Regions from separate parts of the Sus scrofa genome. Here region 1 is linked to region 2. The links are chromatin contacts, called in public Hi-C maps. All regions are on one chromosome and are shown on one strand. Each heading gives the region's core, a stretch centred on a gene start, on an enhancer-like site or on the middle of the called end of the contact. The rest is flanking DNA. Distances are from core to core; before and after follow the strand shown.

Evidence for each region. Hi-C and Micro-C count contacts between places; a contact is called where the count stands out from the background.
Region 1: a contact with region 2 is called in a Hi-C map of skeletal muscle, with 1.9 times the contacts expected there. The contact joins the promoter of PPFIBP1 here to the enhancer-like site in region 2. A contact is called at or near these places in 6 of 47 Hi-C or Micro-C datasets (embryonic fibroblasts, liver and skeletal muscle) and 1 of 2 datasets of contacts at active chromatin or transcription factors (skeletal muscle).

Annotation. Positions count from the first base shown.
Region 1 is chr5:46,220,583-46,226,355 of Sscrofa11.1, reverse strand. PPFIBP1 (liprin-beta-1) reads left to right here and starts at 3,462. Exons shown (of 28, transcript XM_021092144.1): 1 at 3,462-3,683.
Region 2 is chr5:46,123,034-46,129,750 of Sscrofa11.1, reverse strand. All of the region lies in intron 2 of PPFIBP1 (liprin-beta-1), which reads left to right. Among named protein-coding and RNA genes, the nearest start is that of C5H12orf71, 20 kb to the left of the region's middle. Within about 2 kb of position 1,915, at least 5 of the 83 cell types and tissues checked have an H3K27ac peak or open chromatin away from gene starts, as enhancers often do. A contact at or near this core is called in skeletal muscle, where this site is marked.

The DNA of each region.
Region 1 (5,773 bases), core at 2,213-4,712, 95 kb before region 2:
GGCTGAAATCTCACATCATTTGGGTTCCTTCCTCACTCACTCTGGAACCTCTGATTGGAACACTATTGCTCCAGCCCTGGCCTGTTTTCAGTTTTCCTCTTGTCTTTTGTTTCCAGGACTCAGATGGCAGCTGTTATCACTCCAGCTGCAAAGGGGATGGGAGGCGACTTCCTGTTATTCTATCCTGCCATCCCTGTGGGGGTAGGACATTCCCTCCCCCACCTCCTGCCCGAGGGTTGGAGAATGTGAGCCCTGGCAGGCTTCCTAAGACTGGGGCTGAAAGAATCACTGGTAGCCACCCAGTCACCATTGGAGGGCCTTTGGGAGAGCAAGGCAGAACATAGACAAGTGTGTCCCTGACTTAGGGAGAGGGAAAGATGCATGGCCAAGAAGCAAGTTAAATGGTGGGCACAGAAAATACCTGAGGGGTTAAGAGTTGTTGCATGAATGGTGTGAGAGTAGGAAGAGGGGAGGACTGTGGCCTGAGCATTGAGATTGATGAGGAGGGGGGTTAGTTGGGGGAGGGGGGGAAGAGGGGGATTGGGGAGGGAGGTGGAGGAGGAGAGAGAGAGAGAGGGAAGGAGAGAGAGAGAGAAGCAGGGAGAGAGAGGCTATGAGAATGTTTGGGGTTTGTGGGCATTTAAAGAGTGAAAGGGGGTTAGAGGTGATCTGCTATTCCATTTTCTGTCCTATATTTTGTTTTTTATTGTTTGTTTGTTTGTTTTTGGCTACATGCACAGCATGCAGAAGTTTCTAGGCCAGGGATCGAAACTGTAGCACAGCAGTGGCCCAAACCACAGCAGTAAAAACATCAGATCCTTAACTACTTGGCCACTAGGAAACCCCGTTTTTTTTTTTGTTTTTTTTTTCTTTTTTGCCACACCCACAGCATATGGAAATTCCCAAGCTAGGAATTGAATCTAAGCTGCAGCTGCAGCAACACTGGATCCTTTCACCCAATGCACCAGACTGTGGATTGAACCCACACCTCTGCAGTGATCTGAGCCACAACAGTCAGATTCTTAACCCAGTGCAACACCGTGGGAGCTCCCTACCCCCTGTTTTTTTATTGAGTGTTTTCCTTGAATTGAATATATGGAATATAAGGAGGTATTAGGCATGGAGCATCCTCTTCAGAGTTTGGCAAGACAGGAAAGTTATATAACTAAATATATATAACCATATGTTTACACATCTGTACAATCCCACCAATAACCTTTGATGTATTATCAGTCCCATTTTATAAAAGGGGTAATTAGGTTTCTGATGGATATTTTAATGACTTGGTCCAAGTTGCACATCAAGTAAATAGCAGAACTGGACAATGGACCCCTTTTTCTGTCCACTGTAGGGCACAGCAAGGTCAGGGACTTTAATTAACTAGTCTTTGGGAAAAGGGTGGGACTCAATACACAGAAGCAGGGAGTCAAAAAGTACAAACTTCTAGGAGTTCCCTGGTGGCCTAGCAGTTAAGGACCAGGTGCTGTTACCGCTCTGGCTCAGGTTCAATACTTGGCCCAGGAACTTCCACATGCTGCTGGGGCAGCCAAAATAGTAGGTATAAACTTTCAGTTATAAAATAAATCAGTCCCTGGGATGTAATGCACAACATAATGACTACAGTTAATGATACCGTATTACATCTTGGAAAGTTGCTAAGAGGGTAGATCTTAAAGGTTCTCAAAAACAAAACAAAAAAACTGCCACAGAACTCACACAGACGAGTGGGGATTCCAGGCCAAGAGGTGAGATGCAAGCAAGAATCTGAGAGTAGACCAGTTTGACTGCAGTAGTTTCTCCCAGGAGTGAAGTGGGAGATAAGGTGGGAAAGGTACACAGAGGCCAAGATCAGGGAGTTTTAAATGTCCCACTAGGAATGGCAGAGAAGGGGAGGGGGCCCTGATTTAGAGGGGAAGATGTTGATAGTAAAACCAAACACTGTTTTAGAAAATGCCTTTCAAAGTGGTGCATAGAAAGACTTAGAGTTGGAGGGAAATGGATTCAGAAATACAAGTCAGGAGCTTGGAATTTGTGTAGGTTTGACAAACAGCATCATGGTAAAAGAGCAGGTCTGTGAGCATTATCTGGGTCTTCAGATTTTTTTTTTTTTTTTTTTTTTTTTTAGCATGATAGTGTTGGAGTGAGTGTAGACTGTGGGCAATCACTACTTTAAAGAGAATAAATAGCTTCAGAGTCAAATGAACCTGGGTTTCAACCCCAGTCCTGGGTGTTCTGGAGCAATTTACTTACCTAAGCTTGCTGAGCCTTGGATTCCTTTAGGTTAAAATGAGGCTAATGACACTCACTTTACAGGATGGATGTGAAGATTGAAGTGAGACACAATGGTGGACTCTCTGCCTCCCTTCTACAATTTTTGGCAGGATGGTGAAATGTATGACGTGTCATCCATCAAAAAAACAAACAATAAAATCCAACAGGAAACCAATAATTCATTCATTGTAATTCCAGAAGATGATGGATAATATATCTATATATCATGTAAAGAGGGCCACTTTTCACCATTTAGTCCTGCCTTGCAAGCAGTTATTAGGCAAACTGAAAGACCCATTTCCTGGGAATCTTTCTGTTTTGTTGGCCGGGAGTATTATACTGCCTGATAGCTGTCAGCGTAAACGTTAGTTAATTCTTAATTGATTCCTCAGCCACTGCAATTGGTTCCATTCAACAGTAATTATTCTCCTGTGGCTTGCTGAACTCAATTGTGAGGTTCCCCCACCCCCATCCCCCTTCAATTGTGCATGGAAACAGCAGCCTTAAGATCTTTAAAAAGGTAAATAGTAATTGTTCTTCAGAGGTTCAATTTTATTTGCCTGGAAGCTCGTGTGCTGGGTTTCCATCGCTAAAAGCAAAAGCCGCCGCATGGTGGATAACACCCCCGGTTAACAACCCAGAGCTGGGTCGCGGTTTCTAGGATTCTCCTTCACATCTTCCCGAAGTGCTTTTGAAGTTCTAAATTTCCCGTCTAAGGGAACGCCCAGCCGTCCCAAGATAAAAGGGTTAGCAGAGGGAGCTGGCGTTTTCCTTTATTTGCCTGACTTCAAGCTAGCCATTTTCTGCTCCACGCGCCGCCGGACTCGGACTTGCCCGTGACACAGAGGCGACTGTTTTTCCTTCAAAAGGGGGCTTGGGTGGGTTAGTTTCGTTTCCGACCTGGGAGAGGGTAAATGCGCCAAGAAAAGTTTAAAACGCCACCCGCAAGGATCTTCCTCGTACCATTATTCTCCCTCCCTTAGAGATAGCAGGAAAGGCAGCATTTTTTTTCCATCAACACCCACTTCCAGCCCTTGCCGGGCTCAGCGAGGAATGTGTAAAATTAGTGGGCTCCTCTGACTGACAGCCCGCGGGCCCAATCAGCGCGAGCGGGGGCGCGCCAACGCCCCCCCGGCGTCCTCTCTTTGGCTAATTTCTGCGGGGAGGGAGGCGGGCGGGCGGGCGCGAGGGAGGGGAGGTACCTGGAACTGGGAGTGATGTCAGCTCCCAGCTCGGTGCCTGCCCGGATTCCTGACATGGTGTAGGGCCGAGAGGGTGGGGAAGGCGGGAGCCGGCCGGGAGAGGACTCGGAGTGGCCAGACTGCCGTGGGGGCAGAGGGCCGGCGCTTTGAACTCCGAGCGAAGGTGAACCAGAACTTTTGCAACTCGTGCGGGCGGCTCTCCTCCCCCAGGTAAGGGCGTTTGTCCTCTCTTGGGGACCGGCAAGCAGTGGCACCGTTGTGTGGTTGTAGCTGCTCCTCCTTTTCCCCACTCGATTTCCTTTTCCAGCTCACTCCTCTCTCCCAGCTCACTCCTCTCTCCCAGTGGGAACCCACACTTTTTGCGGGGTGCGGTAGGGCTTAACAACTGGGGCTCTCAACTAGTTTGTATGGGAAAAATACCTCCGGAATTCGACATGTAAAATCTTGACTGTGTCCTTAAACCCCCCACACCCTAGTCTTCTAATAATACTTGAGAACCCCGATCAGAGGAGTGGTGTGTGTGTGTGTGTGTGTGTGTGTGTGTGTGTGTGTGTGTGTGTGTGTGTGTAGGGGTGTTCTTTTAAAATGTCACTAAAAGTTTATGAAATATGGACTCAAACATTATGCTCTTTGAGAGAGGAGAAAAGTTTTGTATTTTTTTGGTTCTCCTGTGGCCTATTATGCGTTGCTTTAAATGAAAGACTGTCATTGTTATGTTTATATATTCTTACATAATAACATAAAAAATCCTTTTCCATAGTCAAGATTTGAGGAATTCATTTGGGGTGTGGGAAATTCATTGAGCCTGTGGGAAAACCGGTCTCTTGGGGGCACACTTCAACGCCAACTCGTTTTCATTCTTACATTTTAGCGGAGAATCCCATGGCTTGCCAACTTTGTGATCTGGAGGGGTTAGGAAGGCTGCCGAGAACCTTTGGATCTGTCTTCTGTGGATTGCTTGAGAGAAAGATGAGGGCTGGTAGTTGTTTTCATGGATCCTTTTTAGAGAAGGGAGTTTTTACAGGGAAATGTGGCAGAAGGCGTGGCATACAAACTCTTAATTATAGGAACATGAATTTTCCAACATGTGGGACCAAAACAAATCCTTCCTTTCAATAAGAAGTGCAGAGAGCAATAGATGAAGAACCTGATTGAGTGTCTAAGTTTGGTATTTAGGGAAAGCAATGGCCTGTCGAGAGCTAAAGGGTATTTTGACAAGTGGAAGTGTAGAATTCTGATTTTTGCTTATTTGTGGTTTCAAACCCTTTCTATTTCTTGCTTGGAGATTTTGTGTGCCCAGGTCCTACAGTTGTTTTCTGGTGAAAAAAATTAACTCCATAAACTGATTCAGGATCCTCACTCATCATCGCTGAAGGCTCTTTCTTTTGGAGAAGGAAAGAGAGTGTCTGCGCTGAGACTCCTGAGTCAGGTTTCCCTTTGCTTTTACCAGAGTTCCTCAGCAGTGAGGAGCCTTCTGTTGCCAGGTTGGGAGGAAACTGTGGACTTCACTGTGAATCAAAAGCTGCACCTCAGGTGCCTGAACCAAAGGGCATTTCCCCGACAGGAGGAAAGAAAGAAGCCACCAAATTGCACCTGATAACCCAAGTTGGCAAGTGTGGAGATGCAAGACTTCATACATGAGGTTCTCTGTCTTTCTAACCAGGTGACAGTTAAGTTTCAGGGCAAGAAAGAAGTGTGTTTTTTTTTTTTGTTTTGTTTTGTTTTTGCTGTTGTTTATAAAACACCTGGATCTGTATTGTTGTTCTCGAAAATTTAATTAGCACAAGGTGGATAGAGATCAGGCTTTTTGCAAAGGGAAGGTGTGCTTGACTGGAAAGGCCAGAACATTTTCATTTCGATGTGTGTTTTGGACTAAGAAACAGAAATTGTCTCATGTCTCTGAAATAACGGTGACCAAATCGTTTCTATTTATATTCTGTAGGAAGGACATAAATCATGCTGTGTTTTCCAATGTACTTTTTCAGCAGGAAAGAGCAAGAGGTGAGGTAGAATTTTTGTGGGCTGGTGAGAGTTCACTGGAGCCTAAAACCAGTCAGGTAGTATCTCAAGGATGTTATCCTGATGAGCCAAGTTCAAATTTATTTATACTCCTTTTCAAGAAACGAGTCCTGGCTTAGGGACTTGAATATATCAAAGTTTTACATTTCATTCACACTTTTGAATAGTAACAGTAATTTTATATACTTGGTTTAACCAGTATTTTTCTTGCTCCCTCTGTGTGTAGAAGGAAGATGTGATATATAGTAAAACACAGTTCTTTCAAAGGAGAAAGTTTGAGG
Region 2 (6,717 bases), core at 666-3,165:
CAGCAGAAGAGATGGGAGGAGACCTGGTTCTTACTGGGTATGAGTCATCTTATTAAACATTTAAATTGAACATTTTATTAGGCAGTTTCATTGTTGGTACAAAACTGTTCATCAATCCGAGATTGCTTTGATGTACATGTTATCTATCCTTGTGTCCTCTGCCAGGATCCCAGCATTGATCTCTCCCCACGCAAACACTGCATACATATTATTATGATCATTTTGCCTATGATTTGGGGGCAGTTTTGTTTCTTGTTTTTAAACTCAGTGTTGAATAGCCAGGAGTTTTTTGATGTCTTTTTTTTTTTTCCCCTTCAGATTTATGGGTGTGAGTAAATCTTATTTAGCGAGGAGTATAAGAAAGTTATGAAAAATAACCATACATACTTAATACCTTTGTAATTTCAAAGGAGTCAAGGACATTCCCTGTAGGTCTTCACTAGGTCTCTCAGTAGGAACAGACTTTGAATCCGGGAGCAAGCAGTTGCTCTGTAAATGTTTGTTATGATATTGCAATGGCTGAATATGCTGGATCTAATTGAATTAGTGTATCATGTTCATTGCTGGGTCATCAAGGCAGTGGTTGAATGTTGTCACTGAGAAGAGATAGCAGATCGTTGCCTTGGAAAACTCACTCCTCCCTGTAGAGCTGTAGCTGGGTCTCTCAGCTCTGCCTTATTGGATGCCTGTGCCGTGGTAATCATGGGTCCTTTTACCCCTCGCACTTAGGCAATCTGCTGCTGCCACGGCCAGCATTGCATGCTGGGCCTCCCCACTGGTGCTGGTTTGCAAGGGCTGCCGTAAAAAACTGGGTGAAGGAGTTCCCGTTGTGGCTCAGCGGTAACAAACCCTACTAGTATCCATGAGGATGCAGGTTCGATCCCTCGCCTTACTCAGTGGGTTAAGGATCTGGCCTTGCCATGAGTTGTGGTGTAGGTCACAGATGCAGCTCAGATCTAGAGTTGCTGTGGCTGTGGCTTAGGCTGGCAGCTACAGCCCTTATTCGACCTCTGGCCTGGGAAGTTCAATGTGCTGTGGGTGCAGCCCTAAAAGAAAAGAAAAAAAAAACTGGGTGGTTTAAACAACAGAAGTTTATTCTCACAGTGCTGGAGGCTGAAAGTCCAAAGTCAAAGTATTGGTAGAGTTGGAACCCTTCTGAGCACTGTGAGGAAAGGATCCATTCCAGGCTTTTCGCCTTGGCTTGGGGATGACTGTCTTCTTGTGTTTTCACATCCTCTTCCTAATGTGTGTGTCTCTCTCTCTTTTTTTTTTTATGAGGACACCAGTCATAATGGGACAGGGCCCACTGAATGATCCCATTTTAACGTCACAACCTGTAAAGACGTTCTCTCCAATTGAGGGCACTTCTTAAAGGACTGGGGGTTAGGATTTCAATGTATGAATTTGTAGGGACCTATCACACCACTTATAGTTGAGCTTTGATACAAATTAGCCTGAGGAATACTTATTCCTTAGCTATACTCATTCTGAAATCTTCTTCAAATGGCCAAAAGAAATCTGTAAATTTGCGGAATTTTCACCCTTTCTTGCTACCTGACAGAGCACCTGAGGGTTGACAGTGTTGCTTCTGCAGTTCCATTCTCTCCCTCCCTCCCTCCTTCTCTCTCTCTCTCTCATTCATTTCATGAGTCATTAGGCCAAAAAGTATCAGATAAATGAAAACAAATATGAGAAATGCACCTTTAATAAGGGAGCTTTCGCCACGCCCTTTCCATGCACATCCATGACTTTTAAAATATCTAAGCCATTCCATGTTCAGAGGATTTACAATCCCATAACATGTTGATCTGTAGTGTGTTTTTACTTGACACTTGTTTGGGTTACACCACTCACGCATGGCCTTTATTTTCCACCTGAGCCTTATTTAGCTGCGTGGTTTGGACACTCACAGCTCTCCAGTGCTTTGGACTGACTGCTTATTGTGGGAACTTGCAGCTGGACATTCTGGCAGGTCATTGTCATACTGTCCAATGATTCCTTCAGAGATATTGGTTCTTAAGCTGAAGGATGTCTTCCTTTTCTTCTCTGCGCCTTTCCCAGTTTCTGGAAGATGGAGGCCTCTGCCAAGCCTTTCTCTCTAAAGCCCCTGGCTCCGGTCACACTTGTATGCCCCCATATGTATTTTTAAACTAGCTCCACCCCCTGTTCCCAAGCCTGCTATGTGTTAATGTGACTGGTATGTATCTTCTTAGGCTTCTGGGCATTGAGACACAACCCATTTTTCATTTCTCCTAGCCCGAGAGACTGGGACGAATGGGAGCGTTTCTCTGCTTTCTGCTACATGAGTCAGGTTTTGCCTCTTCTCAGGCATATTCTATAATATCAGCAATCTCTTAGTAAAACTACCCATCCCTGTGGGAAGCAGAAATTAGGGCTACTTGGATCCTGCAAGGCATCACCATCACCATACATCTGAGCCTGTAGCAACATGGAAGGACACCAAGGTCAAGGATCCTCCCTGGCTCTGTGTGAAAGACCCTAGTCATCTTTACTATTAAGCTAAAGCGGGATATTATAAAATTTTTATCAAATAAGAAATGTATATATTGGAGTTCCCGTTGTGGCACAGCAGAAACAAATCTGACTAGTATCCATGAGGATACAGGTTAGATCCCTGGCCTCGCTCACTGGGTTAAGGATCCAGCGTTGCCGTGAGCTGTGGTGTAGGTTGCAGGCATGGCCCAGATCTGGCGTGGCTGTGGCTGCAGCTCCGGTTCGACCCCTAGCCTGGGAGCTTCCATATGCCACAGGTTCGGCCCTACAAAGAAAAAAAAAGTAAACTGGATCACCATGCTGTACAGTAGAAAAAAAGATAATGTATTAGGGAAATTAAAAAAAAAAAGTATATATTTACCTGAGACAAAGTCAGCTCTCTGTTTCTTCGTGACACAGCCGACTCTCCCTTCCTCCTTCCTGCCCTCCCCCCATTGACCGAATACCCTTTAAACAAGGAGTTCCTCCCAGGTAAAAGTCTTTAGTTAGCTTAGGGATCCCCACCACTACCACCCTCACCTCTGCTTTTGCCAAGTCTTTTTTAAGAAAGGCATCTCTTGGGGAATTCTCTCATGGAATGGGAACAAGCATGCAGTCCACCCGAACACTTGGTGTTTAAAAAAAAAAAAGGATTTAATGAGTGAGAGCCATTTTTTTCTGCCACCCTCCTAAGGGATGGATTGCTTGGTTAAAATAGGCTCTTCTACCACTTGCTAGCCAACCCAAAGCTGTTGGCCATATTTTTAATAAAACTAATAAACAATAAGGCTATCAACCATCTCAGACATCTTTTAAAACCTAGACTCCTACCATAGAAGTTCTGTCTCTGGCTGGTTTCTTTTTATTTATGGAAACTTGAGCTGAGGACCATACCTAAGCAGAAGGAGGCCTAGGGCCCCATCTCTTCAGGAGTAACTGGTAGCTTCTGAGAGGCTCTCCTAGTTCTGGATCATTCCAATGCCAAGGACCAAAAGCTCTCCATGAGTGGCAGTTACTGTTCCTGGTTGCCATATCTGACTTCTGGTTGGAGCGAATCCCAGAGGCCCACAGAAACTTCCAGGAAGCTCCAGAGAGGAGCCCAGATTTTCTAACATCCACCTGGTAGCCCCATGGTTCTGGCACCTGACCTCTTTGAAGAAGAGGAGCCTGGGGGATCCATATAAATGTTGACGAAAACTCTCTCCAGGGGAAATCTCCCTTCAGAGCTTAGACATGAGGATGTTTTAAAAAAAAACTTCAAGACCTGAAGTATCAGGCTTAACAATAGACTTTTGTGAGTTCCCATCATGGCATAGCAGAAACGAATCCAACTAGGAACCATGAGGTTGTGGGTTCCATCCCTGGCTGGCTTCGCTTAGTGGGTTAAGGATCCGGTGTTGCCGTGAGCTGTGGTGTAGGTTGCAGATGTGGCTTGGATCTGGCATTGCTGTGGCTGTGGCTGTGGAGTAGGCCAGCAGCTACAGCTCCAGTTGGACCTCTAGCCTGGGAACCTCCAGATGCCGTGGGTGAAGCCCTACAAAGACAAAAGGACAAAAAACAAACAAACAATAGGCCTTTGACCATTGACCTCACCACAGCTCCCGGCAGTGTGAGATTCTTAACCCACTGAACAAGGCCAGGGATTGAACCTGCATCCTCATGGATGCTAGTCAGATTCCCCTAAGCCACGTCAGGAACTCCTTGGACTGTTGTTAAGTGCTGTTCTACCTCCCTTGACTTCCGCTTTTCTTGGGGCACAGGGCAATCAAACTAACTCCCAGTTCCTTCCTCTGGGTAAATAACCACCTGGTCTTCCCTGTCCACTCTGTTTTTGTTGTTGTTGTTGTTGTTGTTGTTTGGTTTTTTGTTTGTTTGTTTTTGTCTTTTTGCCATTTCCTGGGCCGCTCCCGTGGCATATGGAGGTTCTCAGGCTAGGGGTCCAATCGGAGCTGAAGCTGCTGGCCTACACCAGGGCCACAGCAACGCTGGATCTGAGCCACATCTGCAACCTACACCACAGCTCACGGAAATGCCGGATCGTTAACCCACTGAGCAAGGGCAGGGATAGAACCTGCAACCTCATGGTTCCTGGTCGGATACATCAACCACTGCGCTACGACGGGAACTCCTTCCCTGTCCACTCTGATGCACTTGTGTGGTTTTGACCTCACTCTGCAGGTCTCAAACATTCCAGGAAGCTACTCAAAATTTACTCTCTCTTCCTATCCCCTGGTTAGATGGTTTTAGCAGAGATTTGTCTCTGGTAGCTGTTTCCCCCTTGACAAGCAAGATTCCTAGCCCCTTTGACTTTTCTTTCTTTCTTTCCTTCCTTCCTTCCTTCCTTCTTTCTTTCTTTCTTTTTTTTTTTTTTTTTTTTTTTTGGCTGCTCTTCAGCATATAGAGTTCCCAGGCCAGGGATCAGATCCGAGCCACAGCTGCAGCCTGTGCACAGCAGGAACTGCCCTTTGGCTTTTTACTTACACATTGGGGCCTCCAGCAAGTTAAGAAAAGCTCAGTAAGCTGCTGACTATGACATTCCTGTATACAAGAGAGTCCTTGGGGCATATTAATTAATTATTATTAAATGGTTATGCTTAGCTTTTAGAAAGCTTCTCCTGTTCTCTCTTTTTATTTTTTGGCCACACCCATGGCCTGCCCAAGTTCTGGGGCCAGAGATCGAATCTGCACCACAGCAGTGACCTGAGCTACCAGGGAACTCCTTCTCTCTTTTTTTATTGTCAGAGTCCTAGGCCACTGATGCTCCAGTTGCCAGAGTTGGTTAATAAATGCTATTTTCTTTTTTTCCATTTTTTATTCCCTTTTCTTCCCTGTTTTCCTTCCTCCTCATTTTTTCTTCCTTTTTATATCCTTATCTCCATTGTTTTTAAGACAATTCATTGTTAAGGAGAGAATTTTTAAAATCTAGTTAGTTCGTTAGTTAGTTCTTTTGGCTACACCACGTCATGTGGAAGTTCCTGGGCCAGGGATCAAACCTGTGTCACAGTTGCATCCTTCACTGTAGCTGCAACAACATGGGATCCTTAATCTGCTGCACTACAAGGGAACTTCCTAATCTATTTATTTTTGTGCCCTCTTTCCAAAATTTTCTGAATTCAGTTCCACAGGTTCATATTGAGAACTCCATTGATGAACATTTACAATGTTTCTAGGAATTTTTTGGTTTTTGCTTGAATCTCTTCTCTTGCCACTTGGCAGCCATGTCTCCTCTTCAAGGTGCTGATTCCATTTTTGGTGATATTTCCATGGTAGCCAAACTGGAGTGGGCACAGGATGAGGCAGTGTTGGGGACCTCTCATTTCAAGGGGATAAATTGTGAAGAGTCCGGGCTAGATCTGTAACTTGTGAAGGGTGAGGGGAAGAATTCGAGAGTTGTTTGTTTTTTGGCTGGGGTTTTTAGGTCTAGAAGTTTTTTTTCTTGTTTGTTTGTTTTTAACATGTTTATTGGTTGAGCAGAAGGAAACAAATGAATGGAAAAGATTGAAGATTTGTGAGAATGACGGAGTGGATGTTTAAAAAGGTTGGAATGATATTAAGAACAGAGTGGAGAGTTTTCCCATGACAGGAGGCTAAGAGATGGGAACAGCAGGTTACACAGAACTTTTATAGAGGCAGGTGAGTATACATAGAAATTTTAGATAGAGGAGAGTTCCTTGGGATTCTCAGTAAGGTAGGTTATGAAGTAATCTACCAAGATTAAGGGTGGACAGGAATAAGAATAGATTAGAGGAGAGTTTTGTAGGAATTTTTAGAGATAGCCATTAGGAGGAATGTGGTAGGGAGTGAAATAATGATGAATAAAAGGATTGTTGAGTCACATTAAGGGCCCAGTCAAGATTAGATAGGAGGCGTTTGAAGTGAAGCCAACACGGCTTCTGCTAACAGTGCTCGGTACAGTGAAATCAAGACATAGCAAGGGGTTTCATGAGCAAAAATACACTTTTAATACTACATCACTATTTGACAGAAGGCAGGACTTGGAGGCATCCTGAGATTAAGATAATTCGAAGACTTTCAGTACACATGGTTTAAACAGCAAAAATGTAAAAAATACATTTTTATACAGTAAAAAAGTATCATTTCATACTTTGACAAATATACAGATACTATATATTTGTATATGTCTATTATGTAAAAATTAGTATATTTTGAGGCATACATATTAAGAAAGTGTATTTTCTATATTAATACAAGTATATTCCCTTG